Linked DNA regions of Mus musculus: all the other regions are linked to region 1. A link is a contact called in public Hi-C, HiChIP or PLAC-seq and Micro-C data. All regions are on one chromosome and are shown on one strand. The core of a region is the stretch at or near the end of the contact, and the rest is flanking DNA. Distances in the headings are between cores, read along the strand shown.

Region 1 (2,700 bases), core at 183-2,682:
TTGAATTGTTTCGCAGGGCCCCGCCCTTGTGCAGCGAGTCCTTGGGACTTCTAGGTGTGGCAAGGAACCACTAGGTTTCTTCCTCTTTCTCTTCCTTGGGTGGGTCCTGCATCCGGTTGGCCTATCCATCAGGGCAGGCGAGGACCAGCCCAGAGAAGAGAATGGATCCTGGGTTAAATTCCTAACACCAGACGGGACAAGTGTCCTGGTTGCTGTCAAATCCCAAATCAAGCGTTTCCCTATTCCCTCCAAAACGTGGTTCCCTAGGTCCTTTCTGATGGAGGGGTAAGGTAGGCCTGCCTCGTTTTGTAGACACGAGAGGTGAGCACATGAACCCCTTAACACATCTGAGGACTACTGGTTACCTACCTGCTTCCCCAAGGGCTGGCGGGAGAGGTGGGGAGTCCTCTACAGTTTTGTTCTGAAGATCTAAAGAGGTGGAAGGAAAGCGGAATCTAAGGAAAAAGCATCCCAAACTACCAGGCCAGTGGTTAGACCCTTCGCTAGCTAACTGCTCCCGAGGCCCTCGCACCCCACCAGGTATAGAGCACCATCTCCATTGTGCTGCTTGGATTCGATCTTTGATTTGCACCAGATCACAGATGTAGACATGGTAGAGTCCGCGTTTAGACCCGCAACCCTAAAAGGCCCACTGCTTTTGAAGGAACGTGCCCACACAGCAAAGGGCAGGGAGACACTTTTTAACAAAAGCCACAGATTTCGGGTCATGGAACGGCCTCCACAATGAGGCAAGGGTTCAAGTGTCCTGTGCTTTATATCTGTGGCTTCATGTTAACACCAGGCTTCCCCATAACCCTGCCCCCTCTCTAGAGAACTAATCCTGAAAGATACTAACATTTCAGGCACTGACTGGCTTTTGCTATCATGTTCATATCTGTAAGGGCTCCACCAGTTGATGGTTGATGTGTGTACTTTGGGGGCTTCTTTCTGAACTTGGGGGAGCTGCCTGAGCCCACACTGCTGGCTCTTCAGAGCTTTGAGCTCTGTCCCAGTCTCACCAATGCCGCTTTCTTAGGCTAGCTGGGCCTTCTGAACATACTTGCTCACTGCTCAATAACTATACATTACTCCCCTCTCCGTGTGTGTGTGTGTGTGTGTGTGTGTGTGTGTGTGTGTGTGTGTGTTCATGCCACTAGAGATGGGGCTCAAATAGTGAAATAAATATAATTAGTTTTTTTTAACAACATTTCCAAAAGCTGTGTACCTACCTCCTGGGTGAGACAAACATTTTGAGTCAGCTGACAGGAGTTGAAAATGTGTCTCAGCTTCTGCTCTGACAGGTCTTAGTTGCGTGGCTCAGGTGTTGAGGGAGAGGGTGCACCAGGTCCCCTCTTGCCAGCAGAGGGGGTAAGGTGGTATGTGGGCAGTTGGGAGAGGATGAATGCCCCTCAGGCACGCCGCCAGCTTGGGTAGGGATGGGTTACTATGACTTCATTCTGTGATGTCACAGTAGCAGGCAGGGCTCTCTCCCCCGGATGCCCCGCCCACTCCTCTCCCAACCCTAGAAAGACCAGGTTGAGAGAAGGGCACACGCTCAGTACCTCTCAGTCTCCTGAGGTCTTTCAATCGGTGCTTAATGAGTATAAAAAGATCTGGGGAGTTCATTCAAACACAAATCTGAAGGTTAGGGATGGCTTGCATGTGGTGCCAACCAGATCACATTGGCTTGTGAGGCTTGCCCACTGCTGTCAGAGAGAATTACAGTTGTGAGCCACATAAGGCTTAACAGTGTTCTAACACCTCCATTCAAAACAGTGAGATGAACACACACAGCAATAACAATGAACTCTTACCCAGGGCTGGGTGAAAGCCGACATCCCCCTCCTCCCCCACCCTCCAGCAACCACTGGAACCACACTGTTCTCAACATTGCATTAAAATGAAATATAACAGCTAAGTTGCACCATCTACATCTGAAGGGCTCAAAAGCCTCATGTAGTAAGCAGCTACTGTGTTGGCCTTTTTAACTCTAGACCATTCTTGAAGAGGTAATGGTGCAAAAGAGTTGCCATCTTAAAGGACCAGTGTCTGGAAATCTAAGGAGGCATTCAGTATCACGTTTATTTTTATTTGAAACAAGGCATTACACTTCATGTGTAGCTGAGTCTGGCCTTGAACTCTCGATCCTCCTTCTCCTCCTATCTCCCAAGTGCTGGGATGACAGCAGTGTCCACCACGTGTTGAATTTTCAGTTTTGCTTTGCAACAGGCTCTTACTCCAGCTAAAGCTGGTCTGGAACTCACTATATAACAAGGTTGGCCTTCAACTCATGGCAATCCTCCAGCCTCAGTCTCTGAGCACCAAGACTACAGATGTGAGCCACCATGCCAAGTTCACTCTCAGAGTTTTAGTAGACATAATTCAGTTGACGCCGAGGTACAACTCAGCCTCAGGTGTGAAGTCCAGGATTGAAAGGGTCTGGATGAAGACCTGTCCTGTGTGACATGGAACCCTCCATCCCTCTCTAAGACCCTTGCTCTTCCTTATCAAGGCACCCAGATCCTGACCTTCAGGACCTCAGATTCTAGCCTCAAATCCCTTATTCCAGCCCTGAGAATGCTCCCTTACCTCTGAGCTTCTATAGCATGCCTGGTCAGCTAATACAATCAGATTTTTCTTCTTTCTTTTCCCTCCCTTTCCTATTCTCCTTCCATCTTCTCCCTTCCATCTCCTTCCTTT
Region 2 (2,843 bases), core at 60-2,559, 330 kb before region 1:
CGTCTAGCGCTTTGAACTAAAAGGTGTTTTGTTTAGAAGTCCACTTAGGATCCCTGATCTGTTTTTCAGAGCATGGATTCTTTTTCATTTGCCATCTTTCACCTGAGCCACACCCTACTCCTGCCCCCCCCTTTCCTGGCTTTAAAAAATAATAAAATTAAAGCAAAAAAGAAACCTTGCAAACGACACTGAGGGGTAAAAAGGCCATGGATCCTACTTAGAAACCTATGGGGTCGTCTCCCTGATTTCACTCGCGTGGGGTTGTAATAGGGTGGGGTCAGCCACAGGCGGATCCCGGAGAACCGAAAGTGCACTTATTTCCACGTACACTCAAGTCTCAAGTCCCTCGGGCCTCCATCCAAGTCACAGACTTATCATGCATAAGGACTCAGCAGAGGTAGGAACCAGAAATTAGGAAATCTTAAAAAATAAAACAAAAGAAAAACCCCTTATCCATGCTTTGGGCGCGAAACCTCGACGCGCCTCTAAAAGGAACGTTAAGAAAAAGGCCGGGAGAAGGGCGCGCGGTTCGGGCGCCGGCCGGGGGATTGCATCATTTGCGGCTCCCCCTCCAGAACCCGGACTGAGAACCGCAGCCACCATCATGGCGCTCGGGTCGGGACGCGGGAAGCGCGTCCAGGCCGCGGCCAGCGAGCTTAGAAGCGTTTGCAAACTTGTTACTTGGCGGCGGAGCGCCGGTCTCTGGCCCCCTCCTTCCCTTTGTGTGCGTGTGCATGTGCGTGCGTACGTGTGTTTGCGTGTGCGCGTGTGTGATGTGTGCATATAAAGCGAGAAGTTGAAGTTTCTCCCTCTGGCCTTCCCCAAACCCCCCCTCCCTCGTCCCGAGCTGGTGGTTGTAAACTTGATTGGCATTGGCTGCGCCCACTGACCCCTGCACCGAGTCCACTGAAGATTTAAGGTGGATCTGCGAGGCTGCAGCTGCAGGCGGAGCCTCGCGCTTAACTGAGTTTTGGAAGAAAAAAAAAAAAAGCCTAAACCGTGCGCCTGCTGCGTTTTACGAATCCTTCGGTCCACAGGTCCGCGGGTCCCCGCCCAGCCCGCCGCGCTTCCCCCGCCCACCTTCCCCTGCTTCCCCATTGGCTCGCGCCTGCAGTTTGAATTTTTTTTTTTTTTTTTTTGGATGCTTGTTTTCTTGTTAAAAAAAAAAAATTACCGTACGGTAGATCATGTGATGAGACTTAGTTGGGGAGTCTGAGGTGGGGTGTTTTAGCTGGTTTGATTGCAGGTAGTAGGGAGTAGGATGGGTGGAGCTTTCTGTTCCAAAAGTTGCCCCCCCCCCGCCCCGCCCGCAAGTGCCGTTGACAGAATGCAGGCGGGAAGCTTCAGTTTGGGTAGAGATGTAGCATCAAACATTCACGGATGTCCAGGGAGCACGGGCACACAGGCTGCTGGCCAGAGGTACTAGGAAGGTACAGGCGGGAGTTCGACGAGGACGCACCTTCCCCTGTCTTGGAAAGGTAGACTTGGGGAGGGCGGGAGCGGGTAGTTATCCTAGAAATGAATATTACCCGTCATAGGAATAAACCAACCAAATACAAGGTGTGGCTATAGACTCTATATAGAGCAAAAGAGGTGTTATTTCTGGGGTTAGAGTGTCAAAATCCATCAGGACAAAGGCAGTCGGTGTCATTTTCTTCCTTTTTAACCTTAAAGGGGGGGGGGAACCTGTCTGTTTTCCAGGTTTGGTTCCCCACCCCCCCTTGTGAGGATGAGAAGGGGACATAAAGTCCCCTTTTGATTTCTGGGTCAGGAAACTCATTGGAAAGAGTTTGTTAAGATCTAGGAGGATTCAATTAGTAGAACAGGTCTAATACAAGTGATGGCTTTTATTAATTAGGATCCAACTATGTTTTTCTTTGCAGTGAAGCTTTTAAAACGTCATAATAATTAAACAGTAGTCCTAGATCAGTCTTTCTCTTTATCAGGGACATCTCATATGTATACCTTTCTTTGCCTTTGCCTTTTTTTTTTCTTCCCTTTTTCTTTCCTTAAAATAATTTCTCCTGATATCTCCTTTCAGTCTGTTTTAGCCAGAAGCCCAGCCTTAGCCTCCATTGGCCCCTGAACCAGTATGCCATGTTCTTAGTTTTTTAGCTGTCTAGTTCTGACCTTACCTCTCCCAGTCCACTAAGCTCCTTGACCCCGTCCATAAACCAACATGTTTGAGCTGCTCTCCAGGCTGTATTCATGGACTCTGTTAGAGGCTCAGTGCTTACCTCTGCCTTTCAGAGGACACATCCGATCAGAATGAGCAGTCCATGAGGAAAACCACATCCCTGGAAGGAGGAAGCTAGTCTCAGAAACAGGTCTTCATCTTGAGTGTGAGCCAAGCAGGGATTTGGATGGTCCCCGGACAGGGGTGTCATAGATAAAGATTCAGATAGCACGTGACTGTGAAAACAGGCTTGGAAACTTGGGCTTGGCATGGTGGAGCACACCTGTAATCTGAGCACTTGGGAGCTGGAGGCAGGAGGATCAGGAGTTCAAGGCCTGCTTAGGATACTGAGAGACTTTGCAGTCAGCCTGGGCTGCATATAACCCTCCCTACCTCGAATATACCAACAAGCGTACAAACAAAGGAGGTCATAAATAAAACCCCACTGGACATGGTGGTGTACAGCTTTAATCCCAGTACTCGTGAGGCAGAGGCAGATGGATCTCTATGAGTCCCAGGTCAAAAATAAATGCATTACTACTAATAATGGCTCCCCTCCCTCTTTCTCCCTCCCTCTACTTCTTGCTGGTCTTGAACTTGATGTGTCTGACGTAATCTCTTAACCAGATGGGACTGTAGGCACGTGCTACTGTATCCACCCTAACTT
Region 3 (2,815 bases), core at 113-2,612, 450 kb after region 1:
AGTGTGAAATTGGGGTCATTTTTGTCTTAAAGGAAAATTGTCCCAGCTATACAGGGGGACAAAGAGCGAAGCTGTACCCAGGTCTAACGGGAATGGGTCAAGAGAAGGAGAGCAGATGCGTGATAAAGATTTTATAGGGGGAAAGGACTGGAAATGGCAGGCGGGGGGCGGGGGGGAAGAGAGACAAACGCTAGTAAAAGAAAGAAAGGGACTTGCTCAAGGTGTGGCTGGGCTCGTGCTGACGATGTAGGGACAAAGACATGTAAGCTGAGAAACGGGACAGGGACAGATAGTGTGTTCTGTGCTTAGGAGGCAAGGAACCACGAAGCTCTGCGCCCATTGAATGGCACCAGTGTTTCAGAAGGCACGCCCCTGCTTAGGAGGCGTGGTGAAGTGCAGGAGTTGGGAGTCCAATTGGAGTTGAGGGTGTGTGAGCAGGAGAAAGAACAGGAGCTAGTGATGGCCGCATGAACAGTGGCACCCTGTGCTGCGGTGGCATCCAGGCAGATGTCAGTGCAGTTTGCCAAGATGAACTCAAGGAAGGTGAGGAGAGAGGGAAGATGGACTAGTAAATTGTTTACATTATTAGATGTTGGCATTTAGTCTAGGCTCCGCCCCGCAGTTATCTAGCAACAGTCCCATGTGTGCTTGACTCACTGTAAAAGGGGCTACTTGCCTCCTCCTCCTCCTCCCCCTTCCCCCCCCCTTAATTCCCCTCCCCATGCCCTGAATAAACTCTATTCTATACTATACCTTCATGTGGCTGGTCCCTCAGGGGAAAGGGATGGCTCAGCAAGGGCCCACAGAGGCATCCCCTTCCCCCACACCTGACTGCACCTCCACCAAACATATTTCTTCTCTCCCTTATATTTTTATAAAACAGAACACTAGTGAGTTAGTTTAGAAAGCTACGCTGGTTATCACCAAGAGACGCCTGGGTGTAGCAAGGATGAATCTGGGATGATCGCTCAGACCTGATTATTAGTATAGATCTACAATCATGAGCTCCAGCAGACAGTTCAATCAGTGTAAACAGAGAGCGCTTGCGGACTCAGAGCCCTTTTTCGAGACTGCCAATTCTCAACATTCCCTAAAAGTGACATAATACTACTTAGTGATGCCTCATCTCTAGGATGGATTAGCAATGCCGCTCTCTGCCCCAAATTTGAGGAGGGCTGTATGAAATAAGAGTCTGACGTCACATCTTTGTGTTTATTTTGACCACTGTTGTTTGGACAGCAAGTAGGAAAAGGTGGAGGAGAACAGAAACTGGAGCAACCGGAACAGAACATGTAGCTGATGGGGACAGGAAACGCAGAAGAAGAGGCAGGAAATACATCAGACGTGACTCGCCAATACAGCAGGAGGCCACAGCGGGGCAGACCAGAGACTGCAGAAAAGGAAGCAGCAGAAAAGAGGGCTGACTAGGCAGTTCTGTATCGTGATTGAGGGGAAACCCTCATGACAGTCTCACTTACTCAACTAATATTGATTGAACATCCACTCTGTCTTGAACATTTGTCTAAGTCCTAGGGGATAAATCAGTGAAGAAAACAAGATAAATATTCCCCATTTATAAGACAAACGTCACAGATGACAAGGGATCAAATTCTGAATCTGCCACTTCTTTCTTGTGTGGCCTGGAGAAGTTATTTAATCAAAGCAAGTTTTAGTTTACCAGTCCATCAACTGTTGTGATAACGGTCTGTGTGTCACTGTGTAGCTGGAAGCCACAGAAACATAATGTGAATCACTTGGCTCAGTGGACGGCACCTAATTATCCTCAATAAACGTTAACTACACTAAGTAGGCTGTGGGCTACTTTTTCCAGAGATGTGCATATGATGGTAATTAAAAGAGATCTGATTACAATTAAAACTGGGTCTGTGATTGGGGGTGGAGGAATTTCTCAGGATGGGAGAGGCCTGGAGTGTGTGTGTATGTGTGTGTGTGTGTGTGTGTGTGTGTGTGTGTGTGTGTGTATGTGTGGATGAGTGTGCTGAGTGTGTGGATGAGTGTGAGTGTGTGTGTATATGAGTGTGAATGTGTATGGATGAGTGTGTGAGTGTGTGTATATGAGTGTGAGTGTGTGCGTATGAGTATGAGTTTGTGTGTGTGTCCGCACGTGCACATGTATAAAAAGCAAGGAGGAGCAGGCTGAGTGTGTGGACCTGGGGCAGAGCAGAGTATCTATGGGTTGGCCTTGGGTGGAGCTGTAGGTCAGACTCATCTTACCCAGAGGGTCAGTCAGGTGAGACAGTAGCCTGACCTCCATACTCTTTTATTATATTTTCTACATATCTGTTTTTGGATCACACTGCTCACCCACTCAGGGAAGAAGTCATGAATGGGCAACTCCACCACAAGGGCAACCGTTGTCCCAAAAGTCAAGGCAAAAAAGGATTTCTATCATTGAGGCAACTGGAAAAGGCTCGAAAGAGAAGGTGACTCTTAAGTTGACATTTGGTGGGGTAATGGAGTCCTGGCAATACCAAGGATGCTTCGAAGGTGTTCACGTCCATTCACAGGTACAAAGTAGAAGACACAGATGGCTTAAGGTATCAACAACCAGAATTCTACTGTGTGGTCACCTTGCACATTTGAAGAACAGATGGGCCTGGAACTCTGAGGGGGAAGAAGAACCTTCAGGACACCATTCGTTGCCATTGTGTTGCTCCTGACCGAGTAAGGGAGGGCCTGACCTAGACTGCAGGGAATTTTAGGCATATTTCTGAGGTCGATTTGGCTGAGCTTTGCAACTGTCACATTCTTGAGATGGGAAATGGGGGAAGTCAAACCTGATCCAGCCTTGTGT
Region 4 (2,700 bases), core at 30-2,529, 380 kb after region 1:
TCTTCTTCTTTACAGGCCCTGGTAGGGGACAGATGGATGGCCTGCCACATGCTGCAGCCTGAAAGACCTTCCTATCTCCTATTCCCACCCTCTGTCTTCCACTAAAACTACAGTTTGGATTGTATTTGGCTTCTCTGGCATCCATCCATGCTACACATCGTCACAGAACATTTGTGGCTACCTTTTTATTTGATCAATGACTTGAGAGCAGGTGACAGTTGCTATCTCAGAGATGACAGTGGCCTGTCCAGGAACTGGCTTTCAGCTGTCATCCTTCTGTGTCCTGGGGAAGGATGGTTCTTTGTTCATATTACAGTAGCTGGGGTTGTGCACACTCCCTCATTCACACACACACACATGGACACCACTTTTGCGGACTGCTGTGTATCAAGATTATCTGATTTAGGTTTAAGCTGAACAGTGTGTTCTTTCCTTCCTTTATAGGACCTTATCAATGCTAAAAATTCAAGTTTAAGTGGGTATGTGAAAATCCAGGCTCTAAGTATTACAGTCCATTCTACATCCTTTGCAACCAACCCAGGACAGGGTTATCACACAAATTTGGTTTGTTTTATTTTGTTTTGTTTTTGTTTTGTTTTTGGTTTTTCAAGACAAGGTTTCTCTGTATAGCCCTGGCTATCCTGAAACTCACTTTGTAGTCCAGGCTGGCCTCGAACTCAGAAATCCGCCTGCCTCTGCCTCCGGAGTGCTGGGATTAAAGGCATGCGCCACCACGCCCGGCTTATCACACAAATTTAATATTGCATACTTTAATCGCCCCTAAAGCTTTCCACAGTAGTTAAAACTTAGTAGGTTTCGCTAGTTCTAATAAATAAAGTTGATTTAACATGTGTGGGAGTGAAGGTAGGCAGGGCTCTTGGGAGGCCTCAGCTGTGTTAGTTAAATTAGTATGTGGGCCTCACAAAATTCTACATGAGGCACATTGCAGACATTTGTTTTATAATTCTCCAAAGGATTCTGAAAAGCAGGTATCTTCTGTCTCTATTTAAGAGGTGTGGACCGAGACTCGGTGATCATCTCCGTTCGTTCAACAAATGGGTACAAGGTGGGGTGAAAATGTGGCTCTCCCGGTTTTCTGTTCTTGCTCCCTTTTGGATATAGGTGCTGCTGCTGTCAAGCCTCCACCGTTCATGGGACTGGATTCAGCACAGTTTCCTGGAGCCCTGGAATGTGTTACTTTTCATTGGTAGAGTGGGGGCAGTTCCGGACATGCCCACACACATGCGTGGCGGAGGGTGCACAGATGTCGCTTCCCCTGGGAGTCCTTTCAGCAGTCTCAGACTCAGAGTGGGGTGCCTTTGGCAGGCTGAGAGCTGGTGGGGCCTGCGTGGGAGCTGCTGCCGAGAGCTTGGGAAGTGGGAGGGGGGCTTTTCTGTTACTAAGCAAGGCTCTAAAAGCTGTTGTCAAGGAAGAATCCATCCCTTCCATAAAAAGAAGTCTCTTTCCTCTTCCTGTCATCCAAGCGCTGCCATCAACAGTGAGACTGACAGTTTCCCTGACCCACCTGCAATCTGGCAACTTAGAGGCCTTCAAAGAGTTCAGAACACCTATGATACACCCTACAGACCCAAAGAAGTCAAACAAGAAGAAAGGCCCAAGTGAGGATGCTTAAATCCCACTTAGAAGAGGGAGGGAGAGGGACGAAGGCACTTGGGTGAGTGAGGGGAGGATGAGGGAAATTGGGGGAAGGATCAGGCATGGGAAGAGATAGGAGAGAGTCCAGAAGGCCAAGAGAATGAATGGAACTATGCAGCTGCTGGAGGTGGGGGCGGGGGACAGGGGGCGGGGGGGGGGCAGGATTCTCTAGAAAATCCCAGAGACCCAAGATGAGGGAGGCTCACAAGAGTCAAAGCAGGTAACCTTAGCCAAAAGGCCCAACAGTGGGGATATGAAGCATGAAGAGACCACCTCCAGTAGCCAGACAGGAACTCCAGTGGAGGGATAGGGACATCAACCCACCTACAAAACTTTTGACCCAAAATTGGTCCTGTCTAAAATAATTTCAGAGACAAAGATGAAGCAGAGGCTCTTCAGTGGCCAACCAATGACCAACTCCTTTTGAGATGTATCCCAGGGGCAGGCGCCAATGCCTCACACCATTAATGATGCTATGTTGTGCTTGCAGACAGGAGCCTAGCATAGCAGTCCTCTGAGAGGCTCAGCCCAGCAGCTGATTGAGACAGATGCAGATACTCACATACCCTGGAGGGGACCCCTATGGAAGAGTTAGTGGAAGGTTTGGAGGCCCTCAAGGAGATGGCAACCCCACTGGAAGACCAGCAGTGTCAACTAACCTGAACCCCTGGCAGCTCCCAGAGACTAAGCTGACACCAAAGAGCATTCATGGGCTGGTCCAAGGTCCCAGGCACCTATGTAGCAGAGGGCTGCCTTGTCTGGCTTCAGTGGGGCAGGATGCACCTAATTCTGCAGAGGCTTGAAGCACCAGAGTGGGGGAATGCAGGCTAGGGGACTGCTCTCTCAGAGGTGAAGGGGGGCAGGGAGGAACTCTGCAAGGGTGTACCAGAAGGGGGTAACATTTGGGATGTAAATAAATAGATAAATAGATAATTAAATAATTAAGAAAGTAAAAAGGGGGCAGGAAGACCTGAAGGTCCACTGCATCTGCAGAGAGACTCTGAGCAGCAGGCAGCACAGACCAGAGCAGCAGAGCCCAATGTA
Region 5 (2,700 bases), core at 22-2,521, 270 kb before region 1:
TGCAAGAGACTCCAAATGAATAAGGGGGACTTTTGTTTCGTTTTGGGAACAGGGTCTCACGTAGCCCAGGCTGGATTCCAACTAGCTATGAATCCGAAGCTGACCTTGAATGTCTAACCCTCAAGCTTTTACTTCCTGGTGCTGGAATTACAGGGGTGGGCCACAGTGATGGGTTTCTGGGTGCCAGTGTTAGAATCCAGGGCCTCCGCGTGCTAGTCTACTGCACCTCCAGCTGGAGACATGAATCATTTAGGTGAAAACCAGTTTGGCCTTTGACGATGGTGTCAGGGGTCCTTTGGTGAGACTGGGTTTCCCAACTAAGCTTCAGCTTCTCCCCTCCCCCCACCCCCACCCTAACTGCTTCAGGGATAGCTATGGGGTGCATCGCCATCTGGTCTGGGTAAAGGCACAGAAAGAAGCTACATTCATTTCCCCGCCTGCACGCTCTGTAATAGATAACTGTTTTTCAGACCCTGCTGGGGAACCTGTAGCTAGAATCCACTCATTTAACCATGATGCAAGCTACAGTCCTCGCTTCATATGAAAACCCCGGAAGCCATCATCTCCCCGCTGCCATGGAAAGTGTATAATTAGCTCGGTGTGCAGCTTGACCCCAGTGATTTTTCTGACGCACTTGGCCCCGCAGTGTGCCCTTTTTGAGACCTCCTGTGTCTTCTCCACAGCTGGAGATGCCCTAAACTGCACGCAGCACTTCCTGTGGGCGTGGTCTTGAATTTTAGGCGCTCCTTGGTGCTGGCTGCCCTCCCTTAATGGGTCACATGCTTCAGCTACTTACATCCCCACAAAGCTCTTTGAAAAGGACCATGAGTGGCTGTATCGATCATAATTAAGTTTTCCGGTCCCTCCTATTTCTTTTTAAAAATGATTTTCTGATGGAGTCCTCTCAAAGAAACACTATAATTGGGCAGCCTGGGGCATGTGGGAAAGCCTCCCCCGATGGCGTCAGTAGCTATTCTCAGGAGAGGAAAGGCAGGGTATCCCCACTGGGAGATGACAGCACTTGTTTCAAGTTGGGGAAGAGCCTGTGGTTCTCTTCCTGCGTTTGGAGGGGAAAGCGAACACACAATATTCATTTCCTAAATACGGGACGTGCTTTGCCAGCGTCTCTTTTTCCAACATGTCATATCCTGGCCGAAGGCAGCAGGGGTCAGGGCAGGAAACAGCAGCTTCTCAGAATGAGACAAGGCTTTCCCAGAGCCGTCATTGGCTCCTGGGAGCTATAAAGTATGCTCGTCCAGAAACAGTCTCCCACTTTTCTTCCTGGAGGCCAGAGTGAAGGGTAAGTGGGGAGTCCGAGGGATGTGTCTGCAATGGGATTGGTGATATCGGGGTCAACTCTCGAGGCGTCATGTATTTGGAGTGACTTTTTCCCAACCTTCTTGTTACCTGAAAACTTCTTACTGGTCAGCTAGATCATGGAGGTCAACCAGGAGCTGTAGGACCTATGAGTCAGGAGACCAGTGTTCTTCTGGGGGCACTGAGAAACATCAGCTGTTGGTAGCCGGTCTCTAAAGGCCTTCATCTTAACCGAGGACAATGAGTTCTGGCTGTGCATGCCGATGCAAGCCTGGAATTCTAGAACTCAGGAGGTGGAGGCCGGAGAATCGGGGGTTTGAGGTCAACTTGGACTATGTAACAGCCTGTCTTTAAAAACAACAAAAACAAATGGAGAAAGATAAAAAATTAAATAACTTCTGCCCTGCTCGTTCAGGTCCGACATGCTCTTTCAGTGACTTATTTGGTGCCTTTAAGAAGTTCTGACTGGTGGAGAGTACAGTGTGTATGAAAATGGGGCTCCCTCATTACCAGGACAGATGGCCTTTTACAGATGAACCTGGTACATTCAGCTTTCTCCCTTAGTCACCTTTTATTGGCTTCAGTCCATCTGGACCCAAGGAAGCCTCCAGTGAGCTGCTAGCTAGCACCTTTTCTTTTTTACCTTGAGACAAATTCTTGTTATGTAGCCTTGGATGGCCTAGAACTCAGTATTTAGACCAGGTTGGCCTTGAACTCTCAATGATCCTGCCTCTGCCTCCCAAGTGCTAGGATTAGAGAGAGGGACAGGGACATTGAGAGAAGGAGAGAGAGAGAGAGAGAGAGAGAGAGAGAGAGAGAGAGAGAGAATATAATGATATAATGAGAATGGGGGGGGCAAGTACCTTGAGTCCCTAGGACACAAGTCTCCACATAATGAAAAGTTTTTGTTACGTTACATGCACGGTTTGCTACTTTTAAGGTGTTCTCTTCTTTTTATTGGTCCTTGTTTGTCAGGAGTTGGGGAATAGAATAGGGTGTCACACCAGACAATGGCTCTACCCCTGAGCTGCATCCTCAGCCCAAGTGTCATTTTGAAAACAGAGCAAAGTCTCTGTTTTCAGAGCATTTACCTGGAGCAGCTTTCTAATAGTCTCCACCTTCCCGTTTAAACCTTTATTTAAATCTGTGGATGGTGTCCATAGATTTTGTTCCCTGGAAGGAAAGCAGAAGACAGCATAATCTCTGTTGGAACGCACAGTTAACGGGTTCTGGGAACTTGTGTGACTTGTCCCAGGCTCCAGAGCCTTTGGAAACTTGACCCATAACCCAGTAGTAACCTACCTCCCTGTTCCCAGTCCTGAGTGGTTTATTTATTCGTGTATTCATTTCGGCAGCCTTGTGGATTGAGTCTGAGGGTTGAAC
Region 6 (2,700 bases), core at 117-2,616, 360 kb before region 1:
ATGTACAAGGGTCATATGCAAATAGTATACCTCATTACGCAGGGGACTTGAGCATCATGCATTGCGGGACTTGTGCAAGGTCCTGCAAACAATCTCCAGGGACAGTAAAAATGACAATACTGTCTGTACTATATAGCACTGCTCCCAATATTAGAGTGAATCCTAAGATCTACACAACTGGAAGGCTATAGATTAGAAATCTATAATCTTGTAATGAGCCAGTGACTCATCTGAGTGACTTGTTAGCCAAATTTCATTCCGGCTGAACCGTGAAGTTGGTGGGAGAGGCCAGGCATTCTATTGGAAAGAGGACACTTCAGTTGCCGGATGGTACCTCAGAGTCGTGATAGGGCAAAAATCCAGTTTGTGCAGGTGTTCCACGTCCCCTGAGAGAGAAAAGAGGCCAAATCAGTCAGAGCGGTCCACACTTGCAACATCCTAAGACTCCAGATTATCTGTTTTACCCCGCCCCAACCTCAGCTCTTGCCTGCGACAACTTTAAAAAATGTTTCTGTTGCACTCAAAGACATCCCCATTTCACTTCGCTATCGTAGACTAAATATGCGGCACTGCTGCCTACTTGCTTATAAATATGCGTAAATATTTTAAGCTAAACTTCCTCTACTGCTCTAATTCCTCCTAGCCTCATCTCTCAAGCCTTCATTGGCTCCTTCCATTTTTAAAACTTCTCATCTTCATATCACTGTGTTAGCCCGGTCCACATTCACAGCCTCTCAGAATCTTCGGGGGTGGGGGGGGGGAAGTCCCGTTCGTTCCCCAGATTTATCCTTTTATGCCAGTTAGCTCGCGTGCCACACAACGAAATCGCAACATCTTTTAAAAACCGCGAGGGGTTCTCTTCCCACTCTGACTCTTGGATTCGCGGAGACCTCATGACCCATACGAGAACAGAAGAATGGGGGGGGCGAGTTACAGTCAAGTGGAATTTTGACCGAAAAATCCCTAAGGACGTGCCGCAGTGGGCGTGAATCCCCGGCTCCGACCTGACTGACATCCCTCGGGGGCCGACGGGGCCACCTGTGACCAAGCAGGAAGTTCTGAACGGTTTGCGCGCCAAAAAGCCCAGCGCATGCGCACACAGCCACGGGCGGGGCGGGGGCGGAGTCCCGGCTGGCACAGGATCTCGCGTTGTCTGGGGAAAGAGGCACAGAGGTCTTTACGGTGGCGTTGTGGGAACCGCCCACCACCTCTCCTTTAAATCTTCTTTCTTTCTTCTTTTTTTTCTCTGTCTTTTCTCTGTCCTCTCAGCCTCAGTGTAGACAGTGAGCGAAAGAGCTCAAGGCCGGCAGCTCTGTGGAAGAGTTATGGCTGCCATGGTCGCGCAGCCGGTGCCTCAGAGTGAGAGTAGCAGAAGCCACACCGTCGATCGTCTTAAGATGCTAGGGTTTGCTTTGGCCTTCCCCCTTTTTTATGATGCTATGCAAACCAAAAAACAAAAAACAAAACAAAAAAAAAATCACCTTGGCGCACGGCGCCTGCGCAGTGCTTGTTTACCGCGGGCCGAGCGCAGGCCCCTTCCCTCCGCCCAGATCCTGCGCCTGCGCCTGCGCGGCTGACGTGGATTTCTCCGGGAAAACCGCGCCTCCTAGTCCCGGGACTAGGGAGCGAGCAGCCGAGTGTGCCGTGGGAATCTCGGAGCCCTGAAATGAGAACCACAACGCCCAGAGTCGGTGTCGCGGCAGGATCGTGAGCACAGATGACCCAGGTGCTGTGCACGCCACCGTCGCTGAAGTGAGCAGCGGAGCGTGAGAGCGAAGACCGGCGGCGCTGACGCCTCAAAGGATGGACTTTGTTTAGCAAAGATGCAAATAAGCCTGACCCTAAGGCCGCCGGAGTTCGAGCAATTCCTGACTGGGCTAAGACTGTTCTTGAAGGCGACTCAGAAAGGCGGCCATGCAAATTTTGAAACTAGAAAGAGCTGACACTAGAAGCAGTAGCCCTTTAAAGCAGAAGCCAGTTAGTTCATAAGAGTCTGAATGTCCCTTCAAAGTCCGCTCTAAATAGACTCAGACAGTGCTCATAAAATATTATCTGATAAGCATAGATTATTTTAGATATGGTTATCCATTTGCAAGTAGAGGCAAACTGATTTGTGAAGGAATTTCTATTGATAGATTCCAGTACGTTCAAAAAAAATTAATAACTGGCAACTTAGCTAAGCCTGAGCATTTTTCTAGTTTTCAAAACAATGGAATTTATTTGGCAATTTTATTAGACCCTATTTTTTGACCGGTGAGATTGAAGTCTTTAGATTTGTAACATTTTTCTACCAGAAAAAGTGAGATTTTAACCAGTAAGAAGGGGGAAATGTATGTATGTGAACAGAAGAGGTCAGAACTTGAAGACTTGTCATGCTTCCAACATTTGTCTCAAGAGAAGCTATCATCTCACCTCGGATTTTTTTTTTTATGTTCAATATAATAGTAAAATTTAGCATACTTTGAACATTTTTTTTCCTATACAATCTGGGTATGGTGGTACATTGAAGAAGAAAAAAAATGGGGTTTGTAGATCAGTTGGTAGGCTCCTTGCCTAAAAGCCACGGATTTATGCAGAACTGAGTAAAATGGGACTTGGTGGTAGACCTATAGAGGCAGGATCAGAAGTTCAGGGCAATCCCCACGTATGGAGTCATAAACCAGCCTGGGCTACATGAAACGCTGTTTTAAACAAAGAAAC

Evidence for each region. Hi-C and Micro-C count contacts between places; a contact is called where the count stands out from the background. HiChIP or PLAC-seq counts read pairs in DNA pulled down with a chosen protein or histone mark.
Region 2: a FOXA1 HiChIP or PLAC-seq map of pancreatic cancer cells shows a contact between it and region 1. The contact joins the promoter of Lockd here to the promoter of Gsg1 in region 1. A contact is called at or near these places in 2 of 115 datasets of contacts at active chromatin or transcription factors (the 230-238 cell line and pancreatic cancer cells).
Region 3: a Micro-C map of embryonic stem cells shows a contact between it and region 1, with 2.4 times the contacts expected there. The contact joins the enhancer-like site here to the promoter of Gsg1 in region 1. A contact is called at or near these places in 2 of 39 promoter capture datasets (embryonic stem cells and hippocampal neurons), 4 of 484 Hi-C or Micro-C datasets (cortical neurons, embryonic fibroblasts and embryonic stem cells), 1 of 115 datasets of contacts at active chromatin or transcription factors (embryonic stem cells) and 1 of 9 other capture datasets (embryonic stem cells).
Region 4: a contact with region 1 is called in a Hi-C map of cortical neurons, with 2.4 times the contacts expected there. The contact joins the enhancer-like site here to the promoter of Gsg1 in region 1. A contact is called at or near these places in 1 of 39 promoter capture datasets (hippocampal neurons), 9 of 484 Hi-C or Micro-C datasets (the C2C12 cell line, cortical neurons and embryonic stem cells), 2 of 115 datasets of contacts at active chromatin or transcription factors (bone marrow-derived macrophages and pancreatic cancer cells) and 1 of 9 other capture datasets (embryonic stem cells).
Region 5: a contact with region 1 is called in a FOXA1 HiChIP or PLAC-seq map of pancreatic cancer cells. The contact joins the promoter of Apold1 here to the promoter of Gsg1 in region 1. A contact is called at or near these places in 3 of 39 promoter capture datasets (the C10 cell line, embryonic stem cells and hippocampal neurons), 3 of 484 Hi-C or Micro-C datasets (the N1E-115 cell line, embryonic stem cells and nephron progenitors), 7 of 115 datasets of contacts at active chromatin or transcription factors (bone marrow-derived macrophages, embryonic stem cells, pancreatic cancer cells and 1 more) and 1 of 9 other capture datasets (adipose tissue).
Region 6: a Micro-C map of embryonic stem cells shows a contact between it and region 1, with 3 times the contacts expected there. The contact joins the promoter of Gpr19 here to the promoter of Gsg1 in region 1. A contact is called at or near these places in 2 of 484 Hi-C or Micro-C datasets (both in embryonic stem cells) and 1 of 115 datasets of contacts at active chromatin or transcription factors (pancreatic cancer cells).

The regions. Positions count from the first base shown.
Region 1 is chr6:135,252,904-135,255,603 of GRCm38.p6, forward strand. It overlaps Gsg1 (germ cell associated 1), which reads right to left and starts at 1,433. Exons shown (of 7, transcript NM_010352.2): 1 at 1,230-1,433; 2 at 370-429.
Region 2 is chr6:134,927,783-134,930,625 of GRCm38.p6, forward strand. It overlaps Lockd (lncRNA downstream of Cdkn1b), which reads left to right and starts at 1,310. Exons shown (of 2, transcript NR_037956.1): 1 at 1,310-1,503.
Region 3 is chr6:135,699,764-135,702,578 of GRCm38.p6, forward strand. Gm38911 (a long non-coding RNA gene) reads left to right here. Exons shown (of 2, transcript XR_869507.2): 2 at 1,240-1,806. Among named protein-coding and RNA genes, the nearest start is that of Gm38911, 12 kb to the left of the region's middle. Within about 2 kb of position 1,363, at least 24 of the 459 cell types and tissues checked have an H3K27ac peak or open chromatin away from gene starts, as enhancers often do. A contact at or near this core is called in embryonic stem cells, where this site is marked.
Region 4 is chr6:135,635,577-135,638,276 of GRCm38.p6, forward strand. No RefSeq gene overlaps it. Among named protein-coding and RNA genes, the nearest start is that of 4930425L21Rik, 22 kb to the right of the region's middle. Within about 2 kb of position 1,280, at least 20 of the 459 cell types and tissues checked have an H3K27ac peak or open chromatin away from gene starts, as enhancers often do. A contact at or near this core is called in cortical neurons and hippocampal neurons, where this site is marked.
Region 5 is chr6:134,980,730-134,983,429 of GRCm38.p6, forward strand. Apold1 (apolipoprotein L domain containing 1) reads left to right here and starts at 1,272. Exons shown (of 2, transcript NM_001109914.1): 1 at 1,272-1,300. It overlaps Gm36428 (a long non-coding RNA gene), which reads right to left. Exons shown (of 3, transcript XR_003956531.1): 1 at 2,409-2,700; 2 at 1,408-1,665; 3 at 1,169-1,326.
Region 6 is chr6:134,896,828-134,899,527 of GRCm38.p6, forward strand. It overlaps Gpr19 (G protein-coupled receptor 19), which reads right to left and starts at 1,367. Exons shown (of 4, transcript NM_001362050.1): 1 at 1,005-1,367; 2 at 335-386. 2810454H06Rik (RIKEN cDNA 2810454H06 gene) reads left to right here and starts at 1,134. Exons shown (of 1, transcript NR_029441.1): 1 at 1,134-2,700. RefSeq lists a cis regulatory region at 779-1,314.